Linked DNA regions of Mus musculus: region 1 is linked to region 2. Evidence: chromatin contacts called from public Hi-C data. All regions are on one chromosome and are shown on one strand. Each heading gives the region's core, a stretch centred on a gene start, on an enhancer-like site or on the middle of the called end of the contact. The rest is flanking DNA. Distances are from core to core; before and after follow the strand shown. Region 1 overlaps Epsti1 (epithelial stromal interaction 1 (breast)). Region 2 overlaps Enox1 (ecto-NOX disulfide-thiol exchanger 1).

Evidence for each region. Hi-C and Micro-C count contacts between places; a contact is called where the count stands out from the background.
Region 1: a contact with region 2 is called in a Hi-C map of the N1E-115 cell line, with 4 times the contacts expected there. The contact joins two enhancer-like sites. A contact is called at or near these places in 2 of 484 Hi-C or Micro-C datasets (the N1E-115 cell line and cerebellum) and 2 of 115 datasets of contacts at active chromatin or transcription factors (astrocytes and embryonic stem cells).

Annotation. Positions count from the first base shown.
Region 1 is chr14:77,927,560-77,934,371 of GRCm38.p6, reverse strand. Epsti1 (epithelial stromal interaction 1 (breast)) reads right to left here. Exons shown (of 12, transcript NM_029495.2): 3 at 5,542-5,625; 4 at 3,052-3,125; 5 at 2,141-2,224. Among named protein-coding and RNA genes, the nearest start is that of Epsti1, 27 kb to the right of the region's middle. Within about 2 kb of position 1,506, at least 61 of the 459 cell types and tissues checked have an H3K27ac peak or open chromatin away from gene starts, as enhancers often do. A contact at or near this core is called in the N1E-115 cell line, where this site is marked.
Region 2 is chr14:77,246,027-77,253,062 of GRCm38.p6, reverse strand. The region is part of intron 1 of Enox1 (ecto-NOX disulfide-thiol exchanger 1); the gene reads right to left. It also overlaps the pseudogene Gm10132. Among named protein-coding and RNA genes, the nearest start is that of Enox1, 93 kb to the right of the region's middle. Within about 2 kb of position 4,387, at least 15 of the 459 cell types and tissues checked have an H3K27ac peak or open chromatin away from gene starts, as enhancers often do. A contact at or near this core is called in the N1E-115 cell line, where this site is marked.

The sequences.
Region 1 (6,812 bases), core at 257-2,756, 680 kb before region 2:
TGAAAGCCAGCCAGCCAGATAAACCAAGTCCCACTTAAATGAATGCTCCACAATTTTTCATGTACCTAGAAATCAGCTTAGAGAGCTTGGCAGGATACAGTTTATAGTAGGTCCAAGGTAGACTCGTGAGAGCCTGCACATCAGCAAGTCCCAGGTGAGGTCAATTCTGCTCACTGACCTTTTGTTTGGAAAGGCTAGAGAGCTGCTCCTTCTCCATCACGTTCAAATTTATATCATTATTATCAATTTAGGAAAGCTAAATTAATTAATCCAATTAATGTTTCAGTGTCTAAAGATTGCCATGGCTCTATAGCTGTGGTGTGACCTTGAAAGAGGTTCATCTGAGTGTTAAAGAATAGAGTTTCACCCACCCATTAAGAAAGTGTTTTGTTGGGCATGAAGAAATGGACTGTAAACAACCCACAAGCCAACCAAACAAGGTTGTAGGGACCAAGTAACACCAGACAAGACTTAGATGAGAGTCTATAACAACAACTGAAATTCTCCAGGTTCTCTCAGCCTTCAATCCAGTTTCTGGTAGTGTTTCCCATGGTTCCACTTGATATGCAGATAGACTGCATAAGATGTGCTTTCTTCCCGCTACCATCACAGACCAAAGCTCCAGCTTTTCAGGTGGGAGATAGGAAGAGAAAGAGATGAAGAACAGAACCACGGTGAAAAGAGACGTATAAGAGAAAGAGATGGAAAAAAGGTGGTTTCAGCAAAGCTCTTTTGTGTAATAACCAACTGGTAGTGGATTGCTGGATCAAAATTTGTAATAAATTACCTGTGGGTTTTTTTTTATATATATATACTTTCCGCGCTTATTACAGTTTGTGTAAGCAAATCCGGGCTTGGTGCCACCTGCATCACTATGGCAACAAGTTGCCCTTGGAGTTGGGAGGTGAGACTTGCAGAATCATTTTACAGGAAGAGTTCTGAGAAAGTTGGGAGCTTGCCCAAGGTCAAACAACAAAGGCAGATACTCTCCAAGAAAGTCTAGAGAATTCCTTCAGGGAGGGGCAAACCTGAATTCCCTTTCAGTGTCACATAAGCCATCAGCTTCCGGCTTCCTTAACTCGAAATGCAAAAAATCCCATCTATTATGGCTAGGTGTGATAGCTCATGCCTTTAATTCTAACACAGAGAGGCAGAGGCAGCTAATTTCTGTGTGTTCTAGGTTAGGCAGGGCTACATAATGAGACTCTGTCTATAGATAGATAGATAGATAGATAGATAGATAGATAGATAGATAGATAGATCTATTGCTTAGAATGGGGTTTAAACTTTGAACAATACTTAATCTGTAAAAATAAGCAAGAGGAGAAAAGAAGGGGAAAGAGGAGGAAGAAAAACAAAGATAGAAAAGGGAGAAAGAAAGTAAGAGATAGGGGGAGGAAAAGAGGGAGAGAGAAAGGCAAAGATAGGAAGGGGGTGGAGAACCAGGAGTTCTGTTTCTAAGAAGCAGCAGCAACAGGTGCTGCACGTGGCCTTCAGAACCATGAGTCAATTCCCTGATCTCAAACCTCCAACACTAAGCCTCACTTCCTGTTAGGCCTTTGCCAAAGGGGAGGGGCTTAAACAATTGCCACCTTGTTTCTCGTTCTCTAGCAAATGAGCATTTGTAAGAGATTTTCCCCAAGTTCTGGATGCTACTAAAAACTTAAGTATGGCTGTTTGGTTGAGAAAATCTGATATCACTGCCGCTAAAAGGGTGGTGCACACATGCTCTTTCGCTCGGTGGCAAGAAGGCTGTGTTTACCTTCAATACACTCTCCCTGGAAAAAGATCTGTTTGAATACAAATATGACCATGGCCCACTATCTGACGCTGTTGCTTGTTGCTTTGTCTTTTGGGCATCCACACTGCTCTGAGGTGAGGCCGTGGGTGTGGTGACTCACACCCCTAGTTCTGAGACTAGGATGTTGGAATATGAAACCCAGCTACTCTAATTACGTGGGGGTCGTGGGGCACCTTATCTTTCCTCTCTGTGTCATTTCCTCATTTGCACAATTGGATACCAGCCACCTTCTCAGATTACAGCGAGGGTTGAGTGAGTAGTACTCTGGACTGTGTCTGGAGGGGAACCTGACAGCTGACCCTCAGTAAGCATCAGCCGACCTCCCCACCACCCACTTACCTTCTCCCTCTGGATTGCTTTCATTTTTTGGAACTTGGCTTCCTCAGCTTCCTTCCTGATTCGAATAGATTCATCCCTCTTGAGCTGAATTGTAGTGAGATTACAGAGGACAGGAAAAAAAAAAAAAAACCACACACACACAGTTACCATTTTTCAGTCTGAACTTCTGGAACACAAAATTATGATGAAAGGCAAATTACAGTATTGTTTGTGTTATCCCTCACCATGATTATAGGTTGTTACTTTAAGCCACTTAGATCTCAGAAAATGGCCAGGCTGCACCTCCTGTCTGAGAAATCTTAGTGTTCCTTCATGGGTATCTATCTATCTATCTATCTATCTATCTATCTATCTATCTATCTTTTATCTATCTTGCTTACTTTCTCTCTTTCTCTGTCTCTCTCTGTGTGTGTGTGTGTGTGTGTGTGTGCACGTGTGTATGTGTGTGTGTGTGTGTGTGTGTGTGTTTATCCATGCACACAGGACAAAAGAGGTAAACAATTATTCTTTATTATAAAACTCATAGGACTTATTGTAAAAACACTGGTTATCTTAAATCATTTTTGTACTACTTGCAATCACTATTTTGGGAATGAAAACATAGTAACCTTAAACTATAGTTAATATGTAACTAATAGTAACTAATAGTAAACTATAGTTAATAGTAACTAATGTGAAGGTCTGACTGCCTTTAATCAAAGGTCATGCATAGCACACATGGCTAGGGTAAGAATTCTAGATATTCTCCTCTCTACTTCTCACTGTCTAGCAATTTTCTTATTTTGAGAATTACATTTTGCAATTGATTTACAGGCTTTATATTTTGAGTCACAGTGTTATTTCATGGTCACACAGAAATGTTGGTGCCGAAACTTGTTGACGAAATGAAACTAGGAGAAATAGATTCTGACCTTTTGCTGGTATTTAGAACGCATCTGTTGCAGCTGTTGTTTCTGTCTGACTTCAGCCTCAGACTGGCTTCCACCTGGTGAAAATAAATAATAAATAAATAAATAAGTAAATAAGCCACAAAGGTAAAACAGAAATATTAAGCTGCAAGGCCAGCTGTTGAGTACTAGTTAACTAGTTAACTGCATGGGAACCCAGCAGTGTGACTTGAGTTTTTTATACACCTGGACATTGGAATATAGCCGGTCATCTTCAAAAGTTGTCTAAGAGTGGTGGTCACTTTAAAAGCTAACTGATGGGTGGGAAGATGAAACTTTGTTCTTTAAAGACACTAGGGCTTTCCATCATAAACATTAAAGTCTTCACCTAGCTTGAAACCATGCCTGAAGGACCACACTAGACATTAAGCGATTCTGTCTTGGCTAAGAATTCTGGAACATTCCTCCTGCATAAGAAAGAACCTTTCAGATTTTCGGCACAGCAGATGTACGTAATCTTTATTACCCACTCATTTCCCCCAATATTTTTAGTAGTTCTTTGAGCGTTTTGTACAGTGTGTTGATCATATTCATCTCCCTTCCCCCAACTCCTCTCAGATCCATCCCCTCTTCCCTACCTGCCCAACTGTGCATCCTGCTTATTTTTTAAATTCTTCAAGACCAATTGTGCTGCCCAAACATTCTTGTTTGTGTGGTCTTCCCCTGGAGAACAGTCAATTTATCAGTGACTACATGCTCAGAGAAAACTCTAAGTTTCCCACAAGTCTGTGGCCGATGGGTCCTCAGAAGGGTTGGGGGTGGCACAGAATTGGGTTAAAGGCTAGCCTGGCTAGTGAGACCTTCACTCTGAAAAGAAAGTGGCTGTCTCATGGATGGTTTGTCTTCCTGAGTCAGAAGAGAAGGGATACACTGCTGCTGTTGACTGCAGTTCTAACAAGGATCTCATGAAAGAATATACATCTAAAGTCATCCTGGAGGTGACCAATTCTGGCCAGTACCTAGGACTGATCGCTAGTCACTGGGATGAAACTGTCTCAAAACACAAAGAGGAAAAAAATCTCTTACTTTGGGCTGGTGAGATGGCTCAGTGGGTAAGAGCACCCGACTGCTCTTCCAGAGGTCCGGAGTTCAAATCCCAGCAACCACATGGTGGCTCACAACCATCTGTAACAAGATCTGATGCCCTCTTCTGGAGTGTCTGAAGTGTACTTACATATAATAAATAAATAAATCTTTAAAAAAAAAATCTCTTACTTTACCTCAAAACCATGTGGAAGGTGAAACACTTGAGAGGACCTATTAAAGAGAAGAGGTTTGGGGGCTAGAGATGGCTCAGCGGTTAAGAGTACTGACTGTTCTTTCAGAGATCCTGAATTCAATTCCCAGCAACCACATTGTGGCTCACAACTATCTGTAATGGGATCCAATGCCCTCTTCTGGTGTGTCTGAAGACAGGGACAGTGCACTCACATACATAAAATAAATAAATCTTTAAAAAAATGATAAAAGATTTTTTAAAAAGAAGAAGGAGGAGGAAGAGAAGAGGAGGAGGAGAAGAGGAGGAGGAGAAGAGGAGGAGGAGGAGGAGGAAGAGGAGGAGGAGGAGGAGGAGGAGGAGGAGGACGTTTAGACTATATTCCTCAAGTCTCAAATTCCTCAAGTTTATTTGGCTAAAGGTGAAATGTGTGGAGTTACATATATAGTTCTATATCTTTCATTCATTAAGAGATTTCCAAATTAGTTTCTTCCCTTGCCCACCCCCTCCACCTTTATCTCTAAGACTATTGTGGTGGTATGTGGCTTCTAACCCAAGGCATCTTTGTGGTAACTGGAACTGTGCCAAGCCTCTATGTGTTAAGCTGCAGCTGACTCTGAAGTCAAGATAGGACGTAAATGACTCCCACTGAGGGATGGGGGTATGGGTATCCCCTCTAAAGGCCTGAAACCCCACACAGGAGACCCAGACATTCCATCACCCTGGCAGCACCTGCTCTGCCAACTCAAATGTCCCCCAGCCCTAGCATGAAAACCCAGGAGACATCCATCTTTATACCCACTGCTGGGTCCCCAGCTTACTCCCATTCTATGTTCCCAATGGACTCTCCGTTCAGTTTTGTCACATTAGCATCTAACTGCCAGGATGGATATGCTGTGGTGGCTTTCCCTTGCATCCTGGAAGTGCTGTGACTGGGCATATGCAGCGCCCCAGGTAAGCTCTCTTCAGAGCTGATCATCTAAGAGGCTCTAAATTATTTGCCAATTAAGCCATCACTTTATTCCCACACAACTGTGGCAGATGCATTTGCTCCTTACATAAAACCAGAGACAGCAATCTACCTGCACATTTGAATGTTTCCTATCAGATGAATTCCGTCTCCGGCAGAAATACCATAGAGCAAGCCTTCGCATGTGAAGGAAAGCAGACCCAGCCTGTCTCAGTAGGATCTGCCAGTGACCCTGCCTACCCGCTCTGGCTTTCCATCTGCCACTCACCCAGCCGTTGTGGCACCAAGTAGACTGGTTTTGCCCTGTTCTGTTGCTTCCATCTCTCCAGGTCTGCCAGTTCTTGCTCAGCAACTAACCAGGAGAGAAATAGCAAGTTGTTGATTGTTTGAAAAGAAACCTGGTCATTGCAGCATCAAAACACACAGCAGACAGCAGATAGTGAGTTTTCCGGAATGAGACAGAAAAAAATGACCATGAAAAGCTGATACCTCCCAGCCCTCCCGGACCCCCAAGTCATGCAGGGCCCACCCCTGGCAGCTCCTAAGTGTCCTCACAGAAGGTACAAATTTGAACAACAGCTAAACTCCTACTAACACAAAGAAATATAGTTTTCCCTCCAACACTGACATTCTTAAAACCTCATGAATTATTTCGAAAGGTTTTCTATAACAAATGTGTACAAAAACTAGAATATTCATATGTCAATAAGATCCGGGTAAATATACATCCCCAAAGAATTGTGATGCCTATATTTGCTTTATTTTTAACATTTCTCAAGCTGGCTGTTATCTCTGAGGAGGGAGGCTCTGCCCTGTGCGTTGGCACCCTGCTTTGGGTCTTGGTATTCTTTATTGTCCAAATATTCAGACAGCAGGGGGCGCCTGGGAGACTTAGTTCTGTTGCTATATAACCTAATCTCCCGGTTTAGTTCCCCTTAGAAACTTGAACTCGAAGCCTGTAAGATGTTGGAACCTTGGGGTTCTGTTGGCTAAATGTCTGCAGTCCCCACAATCACTGAAGACCACTGTCATATGCTATACTGACTCACCGGACCACCCTGATTGATTCTTGTCCATGTGGTCTCTTCGGATAACTACTTTCCTGGCTGGGCCGTTATGGCCTTATTGGTTACTGAATTCCTTACCAATACCCTAAGAAGGGAGAGCACAGAATCCTGGAGCTGGAAACATGGCTGACGTGGGCAGTCACACAGTGTCCTGGTGAACCATGTGAACATTATCTCCCCTTGCAACTACAAATAGTGCGACAGTGTCAGAGGGCAGCATTTGTTAGTTCTGTGCCTCAGTTAAACCTGCTACTCATGCTCTAAGTACAAGGAGTACAGCCAAAGATTGGGGGGGGGGGGAGTGATTATACACACTGTATAAGGTAAGATTGTAGAGGGCAGATTGACAGATACAGAAGGATAAGAATACAGAGGCAGAAAAAGTCTATTAAGGAGGGATGGAACATATATTTTAAAAAAAGGTACAAATTCCCTCATAATCTTTTTGACATATAGCATGTCGTTTCAAAGG
Region 2 (7,036 bases), core at 3,138-5,637:
ATGCTGAAGACCCATATCTAGGCAGGAAACAACCTCACTTGGCAAAATCTGAATGACTGTATGGGGTGGGCACTTTAAATGTCACTTACTCCATTAAATTCTCACCAGGGACCATATTTCTCTCACCTGAACATGTCTATCTTTTTGTATCTTAAGTTCTAGTTATTGATGCAGCTGTCTTCTTGTGCCTGAAGTTCTCTGAGAAACGATGCTTTAATGACTGATAAGAGCAGTCAGGAAATGTAGGGTTCTTGACTCGTGTGCGTTTGATGACTGTATCTCTGTGACTGAGTGAATGAAAAATGAGGACATGGCTGCTTTCAGGTATGGGTAAGGAGAAGGTTTACTGTGGATATGAGCCGAAGGCATCTGGAAGGGCCCAAACTGAATCAGGCCAATAGAATGAGCTGGGCCATGGGGAGAGGAAAGTGCAGAGTGGGGAGAGAAGAGAGAGGAAAGAGGGGGGCTGAAAGAGGATCCACCAATCATGACTGAAGTTATACAGGGATCAGAGAATTTGGGCAAAGGGCAGTGAAGCTCAGAGTCTGGACAGGTTGAGGGTAGGGAGCAGGGTGAGAAGTGCTGAGAAGAGCCAGGACTCTAACAGGTATTGACAATGTTGAGAAAGACTGGCAAGAATCTGCTTTGGTATGTTAAATGGGCACCTCAAACGTTTGTCCTGGATTTCTTTGAGACTTAAAACTGAGGAAAAGATTTTATTTAAAAAAAAATGGGCTTTTCAGCCAAGATGGCGCCGAAAGCGAAGAAGGAAGCTCCTGCCCCTCCCAAAGCCGAAGCCAAAGCGAAGGCCTTGAAAGCTAAGAAGGCGGTGCTGAAAGGCGTCCACAGCCACAAAAAGAAGAAGATCCGAACGTCACCCACCTTCCGGCGGCCCAAGACCCTGCGGCTCCGGAGGCAGCCAAAATATCCTCGGAAGAGTGCGCCCAGGAGAAACAAGCTTGACCACTATGCTATCATCAAATTCCCACTGACTACGGAGTCAGCCATGAAGAAAATAGAGGACAACAACACTCTTGTGTTCATTGTGGATGTCAAGGCCAATAAGCATCAGATCAAACAGGCTGTCAAGAAACTCTATGACATCGATGTGGCCAAAGTCAATACCCTGATAAGGCCCGACGGAGAGAAGAAGGCGTATGTTCGCTTGGCTCCTGATTATGATGCCCTAGATGTTGCCAACAAGATTGGGATCATCTAAACTGAGTCCAGATGGCTAATTCTAAATATATACTTTTTTCACCATAAAAAAAAAAAAAATGGATTCCCAGGAAGCCCCCTCTCATACATATATCTACTATGTAGCACATCCTGATGACCTTCTGAGTAGTCATGCATGGTGAGCAAAATGGCCTTTAAATCAGCATCCTCGGTCCCACTAGCACTGCTAATCCACTCTAGTGGTAGCAATCATTGGGAGATAATAATTATATCTGTGATCGAGGCCCTGGACCTCTTTGGAGGACGGCCACCCTACAGAGAGCAGGCAGTCTTTAGAAGCAACTGAAGTCCCAGGTTTGCATCCAGCACACCAAATGATATGACCTCCTCAGAGAGAAAGGATTAAGAGCTAAACAAGTCAATACTCCTCCATACACTGCAGCTCCATTCAGTCAGTCACAGTGGGTTGGGGGGAAACGATGTGCTTTTTGCCTAATTACAATGCATACGTTGAACACAGCACAACAACAAAAATTCATGATCACAGTTAAATGACACATATATAAGTATTTGAGCTTTGAAATAGTTTTCAAAGAACAACATCCAGGATGTCTCTTTACAGCATTTTAGAAATGACTATTCTTTAAGCACATCTCTCCTTTTCAGCCTCATTGTGTAAATCATGTTGCTCTTCTCCAATTTCCCAGAATCCCCAAGGTCATTTTCTCCAGTGTTTGCTTTAAACAGGACTTGGTGCCAAGGAGCCTGCCTCAAATTTCAAGTTCACTCAGATGACATTTCCCACACTGTGTCTCTGCATATTTCCTGATGTCCAGATCTAGTCAATCTGCATTTTTTTTTTTTTTTGCAAGAAGTTTGACTTCCTGGTAATTGCAAATCACCTCCTCTTCCACAGTTCCCCTTTCCCCTGGGTAGGTGGACTGCCAGGAAGGCAGAGGAAGGGAGCAGCTTTGTGATGCTAATGAGGTCTCCCAGCAGGACACAGTCAGAACTAAGAGCTAAGTGTGGGCTCTCTGGGGGACCCAGGTGAGCCAATGTCACATGGCCGAGAGTCATTTGGACACTTGCTGCTACCCCCTGGAGGAAGGCATTCTAGATCCAGAGCAGCAATCTGCTAATGGCTTACATAATGGCGAAGTGAGTCACTCTACCTGTGAGCTGGGACTCTATGGAAGACTTTAATTCAAAAGGAAATTCTGGAAGAAAAGCATTAGGTGATGGCAGATGTATATCTACTAAGGTGCTGGTGGTTGGGTGCATGTTAACACATTGTGGACATCTATAACGCTAGCTGTTTCCAGCTGACTTTAAGATTCTGTACTACACTCTGAGCTCAGCCATGGTTGCCTCCAGGACCCTTGAAGAGGGAGAGAGATGTTTTTCAAACATTGGCCTGGACTATCACCTATCAGATAGGCCCTGCTCAAGAGTCAAGATGGTTGTCCCAATCCTTTAGAAAATCCACATACACATGTACACACACACACACACACACACACTAAATGGTATATATACTTTTAAATCTCCAATTATAAAATGAGCATGGTGGCTCACCACTGAAATCCCAGGATTATATAAACTCACGGTTAATCTGAGCTATACAATGAATTTCCATACAGGCTGGCTACAGAGCAAAGCCCTGTCTTACACACACACACACACACACAAAACAATAACAACCTTAGTTACAAATGAAGTCTCAGCCAACATAAACTAAGAAACAAACCAACTAAGCCTCTAAGAAAGGTAGATCTCTACTTTTCTTAGTGTGGGTCTCTAGTATATTCTTTTGTAGTTTTGTTCCTTTGTGATTGGAATGACAAAGAAAAAATTACCTTCTAATCGGGGAAGGAATCAAGGCAAGGCTTAGTGATTCAAGCTTTGTAACAAAAGATAGCCCTAGAAGGTCTTGAAATATTTCAGAACTTTATTTGCACTAGCTCGCTTCATCCCAAAGATAGCCTTTGAGATAAACAGCCTGAATGGAAAGTATCCCTGACAGCTCATGTTTTGAGAACCTGACTGGAAGCTTTGTGGAGAGGTTGTGGAGCCTTTGAGATATGGTGCCTAGCTGGCACACTTCAGCCATTAGAGACATAGCTTTGAGAGTCCCACCCACCTGTAATTGCAATCCTGAGTGCCCTGCTTCCTAACCCAGCAAGAGGTGCCTAGAATGCATTCCAGGTTCCTGCACCGTGGATAGAATTCACTAGTCACCATTCTCATTCCACCATGACTGTTTCCTGTGGAAATGTGAGCCCAAACAAACAGCTCTGCTAAGCCCTGCCATCCCGAGGACCAGAAGAGTGACTAATGTAAGAGTTGATTAGTTTTTACATGAGAAAATCAAAGCTTAGTGAACTTAAGTTGTTCACTCCAGCTTCTCCAGGTAAATGGCAGAGATGGGATATAAAAGCAAACTACCAATTATTTCAGCTTATCAGTATCCAGAGACATTTTCAACCAGGATTAGGCTACTTCCAAGAAATTTAAATGGAGGACGACAGAGGTGAAAGACCAAAGAAGTGGGAGCTGTGGAATGGCTCTGAGGATAAAGAGCTTGTAATGCAAGTGGGGCGATCCGAGTTTAGTTCCCAGAATCCACTTAAAAAGCCAGATGGGTAGAGTGGCTCATTTATAATTGCAGCATTCAAGAGGCAGAAACAGGAGACCTCTGGGGCAAGCTGGCTCCAGAGACCTGCAAGCTCAGGTTACAGTGAGATACACTCTGGCTTCCACATGCACGTCTATAAGTGCACATCCACCCATACACATGTGAACACAATCACAAAGGCATGTGCCTGCCCTCACTCGCGCGCGCACACACACACACACACACACAGACACAGAGAGATGAATAGAAAAAAAAAGAAATAGAAGTTTAAAACAGGACATATGTCTCTAGATCTGTTATTTTGCTTTGTGAGTTAAAGAAGGCTCTCATGCTGAACCATATAAACGTTTGGGGTTAGTCCTCAGCCATGTGACTCTTCTGATTAACAAAGTTCCACTATAGACGTGTGCCACGCTCATGTGGCACCATGCTTATTCAAATGGGATTCATCTCCATTTTGTTATTTCCAAGGGTCCATGCCCAGGAACTGAGTTCTCTTGTGTGTCTCCTGGGAAGTTTGGGGAGGAGGGGTGACATCCTGGGAACAATGTCTGTCTTCTCTCTTATGACTCATCCAAGAATGTCTAAGAAATTCTGCTGCTTCTGGCCCAAAGCAATGAGTTACTCCATCTGCCAAAGCAGAGTCATATGGAAAAACAACATACCAGCTATGAGAAATTATTTAGCCAAAACAGACGCACAGCGGGGTTAACCTTTACCCATCTCCCGTGCTCGTCACAAAAACATGTGCGTACATTTCCATTTTCATCTTGCCAGAAGCAGGTGAGGGCAGAATTTGCTTCCTCCTGTGTGCTCCCAGACTACTTTGTACAAATTGCTAATTACAGTGCTTACTATATTGTCCTATAATTAGATTTTAGGTGTCTGCTTCCCAACTAATATAATCGCTCCTTTCCCCCTGCACATTTCTATTCCAAGCATCTGGATCACGCCTAACAAATATTTGTTAAACAAACAAACGAAAGACTGCATGGAAGCGTGAGTAAAGACTCTCTTTATTGCAAAAAAGGGGTCTTTTTCCTCTGTGCTTTATGACTGGAAATGGTTTTTGACATCGCTAGACTTGGGAAGGATCACTGTTTGTCTGGAAGATTAGGTATTCGGGATGTTTGGGTACTTAATGGGTAAGTTTCATGGATGGTTACACCTATACACATACATATCTACATCTATATATCTTACACTTTCCTTTGCTTCTTATTTTATACATCTCATTTACCCATCAAGTTCACTTGATTTATGACTTGTCTTCCTTAGATTTAAGTACTTTAAATAATGGGATTTACTTTAACAAGAGTTGGCAAATGGGGCTGGAAATGTAACTAGCCATGCCCTCCACAGTAATGCCCATGACCTGTGGTGTTTCAAGTATGATGGATACTAAAGACCTGGAAAGACCCCATGGAAGTTATGGTTGGCAGGAAGGGAGAACAAGAGAGAGGCAAATAATAAGATAAATGAAGAATAGTGGCTACAGTAAACCAGGAAGAAGGGCACAGAGGAAGGCGACAATCTGAACAGAGGGAGGGAGGGGCAGTTATAGTTTTCACGGATTTTCAGAGAGGCACGAAGCATTTGGTTTGTACATAAAGATATGTGGTATTGGGTGTTCTATAATTATGGTAACAAGAAGACTCAAAGTTTTCCTTGGGGCAGGATTATTTTGGCCACCAAATTGAGAGTGGATTGCAAGACTGTGGGACCAGATCCACTGGGGGCCAAGTAGGGCACCATCTCCACACTCCAAATGGGGTATTAAAGGTAAGACTGGCTAGCAACTAACTAGATAAAGGTTTGGGAAACACTCTCTAAGTACGACCAGATAAGAAGTGGTTAAGCCTTGTCAGCATATGATTTCTACAACTATTACTTGGATTTTCTGTTGTTAATTAGAAAGAGGACATTTAAAAAGAAAAAACAGAAATGAAAGACTTCTGTTCCAAAAAAAAAAAAAAAAAAAAAAAAAGCCAAGAGGATGTTTTTGTTCCAGGGCTGACACATGCCAACTTCTAGTCTCAATGAAGGATGTGGGAACCAGAATAGCAACGCACAGCTCCCAGTCTGGAGTCTGGACATCTGGATAGCCACAGCTACCACTTACAACAGCCAGTGGAGGAAGGAGGCTCTGTCAGCTCAGAGACACTCCAGTTCAAGACACGTGAAGAGCATCACTCAAGACCCGTTGCATGAACAGACATTTCAATCTTGCTTTCAGAGAAAAAGAACAAGGCTCTAGGTAAATTGGAGTAGTCATAAGGGAATAAGTTTGTCTTCTATTGTTATAATAAAACACCATAATCAAAAGCAAACTTAGGTAGGAAAGGGTTTATCTGAATTACAAGTCTTTCCTGATCATAGCCTATCATGAAAGGCAGTCAGTGCAGGAACTCAAGGTAGGAATCTGGAGGCAGGAACTGAACCAGAGGCTGTAGAGGAGTGGTGCTTACTGGCTGCTTCTACACGGCATGCTCAGCCTGCTTTCTTATAACAGACCAGAACCACCTGACTAGGGGTACCATGGCCCACAGTGGGCTGAGCCCCCAAATCAAACATTAACCAAGAATTCCTCTCAAAAATTTGTCCCAAAAATTTGTCTTGCACTGCAATCTGATACAGGCATTGTCTCAGCTGAGGTTTCTTTTTCAGAGGACCCTAACCTATGTCAAGTTTTAAAAGAAATTAGCCAGCGCAGTAGTTTGTTATATTAACAAATCAGCAAGACTCTATATCTTTAGTAATGCTTCTAAATCTATTCCTACATAGTTATTCAAAGAATTCAGATAAGGAAACGTTGAACAATTGTTTCAGGTGCTTGTTAAATAATAGCATCCATTCCAAAAAAAAGGAAGAAAGTGAGCCAGAAGCAGTTGAAGCAGTTGTAGAAGATTTTCACAAAGAGCTTTTATACACATGGCCACACCCCATTGCAGGGGAGCTAGGAAACAGTAGTGTTAGCTGTGCTTCTGAAATAAAGAGCCGAGTACATCTGGGTGGACAGCTGGTAGTGCTTAGAATACGAGTAAAGAATTATATTATGAATAAATGTGATGGTTTGAATGAGAATGGTTCTCATAGGCTATAGGTTTGAATACTTGGTCTCCAGCTAGTGGAATTGTTTGGGAAGGACTAGGAGGTGTGGCCTTATTGAGGATGTGTGTCCCTGGAGGTAGGCTTTAAGCTTTCAAAGCCACTCCCAAATTC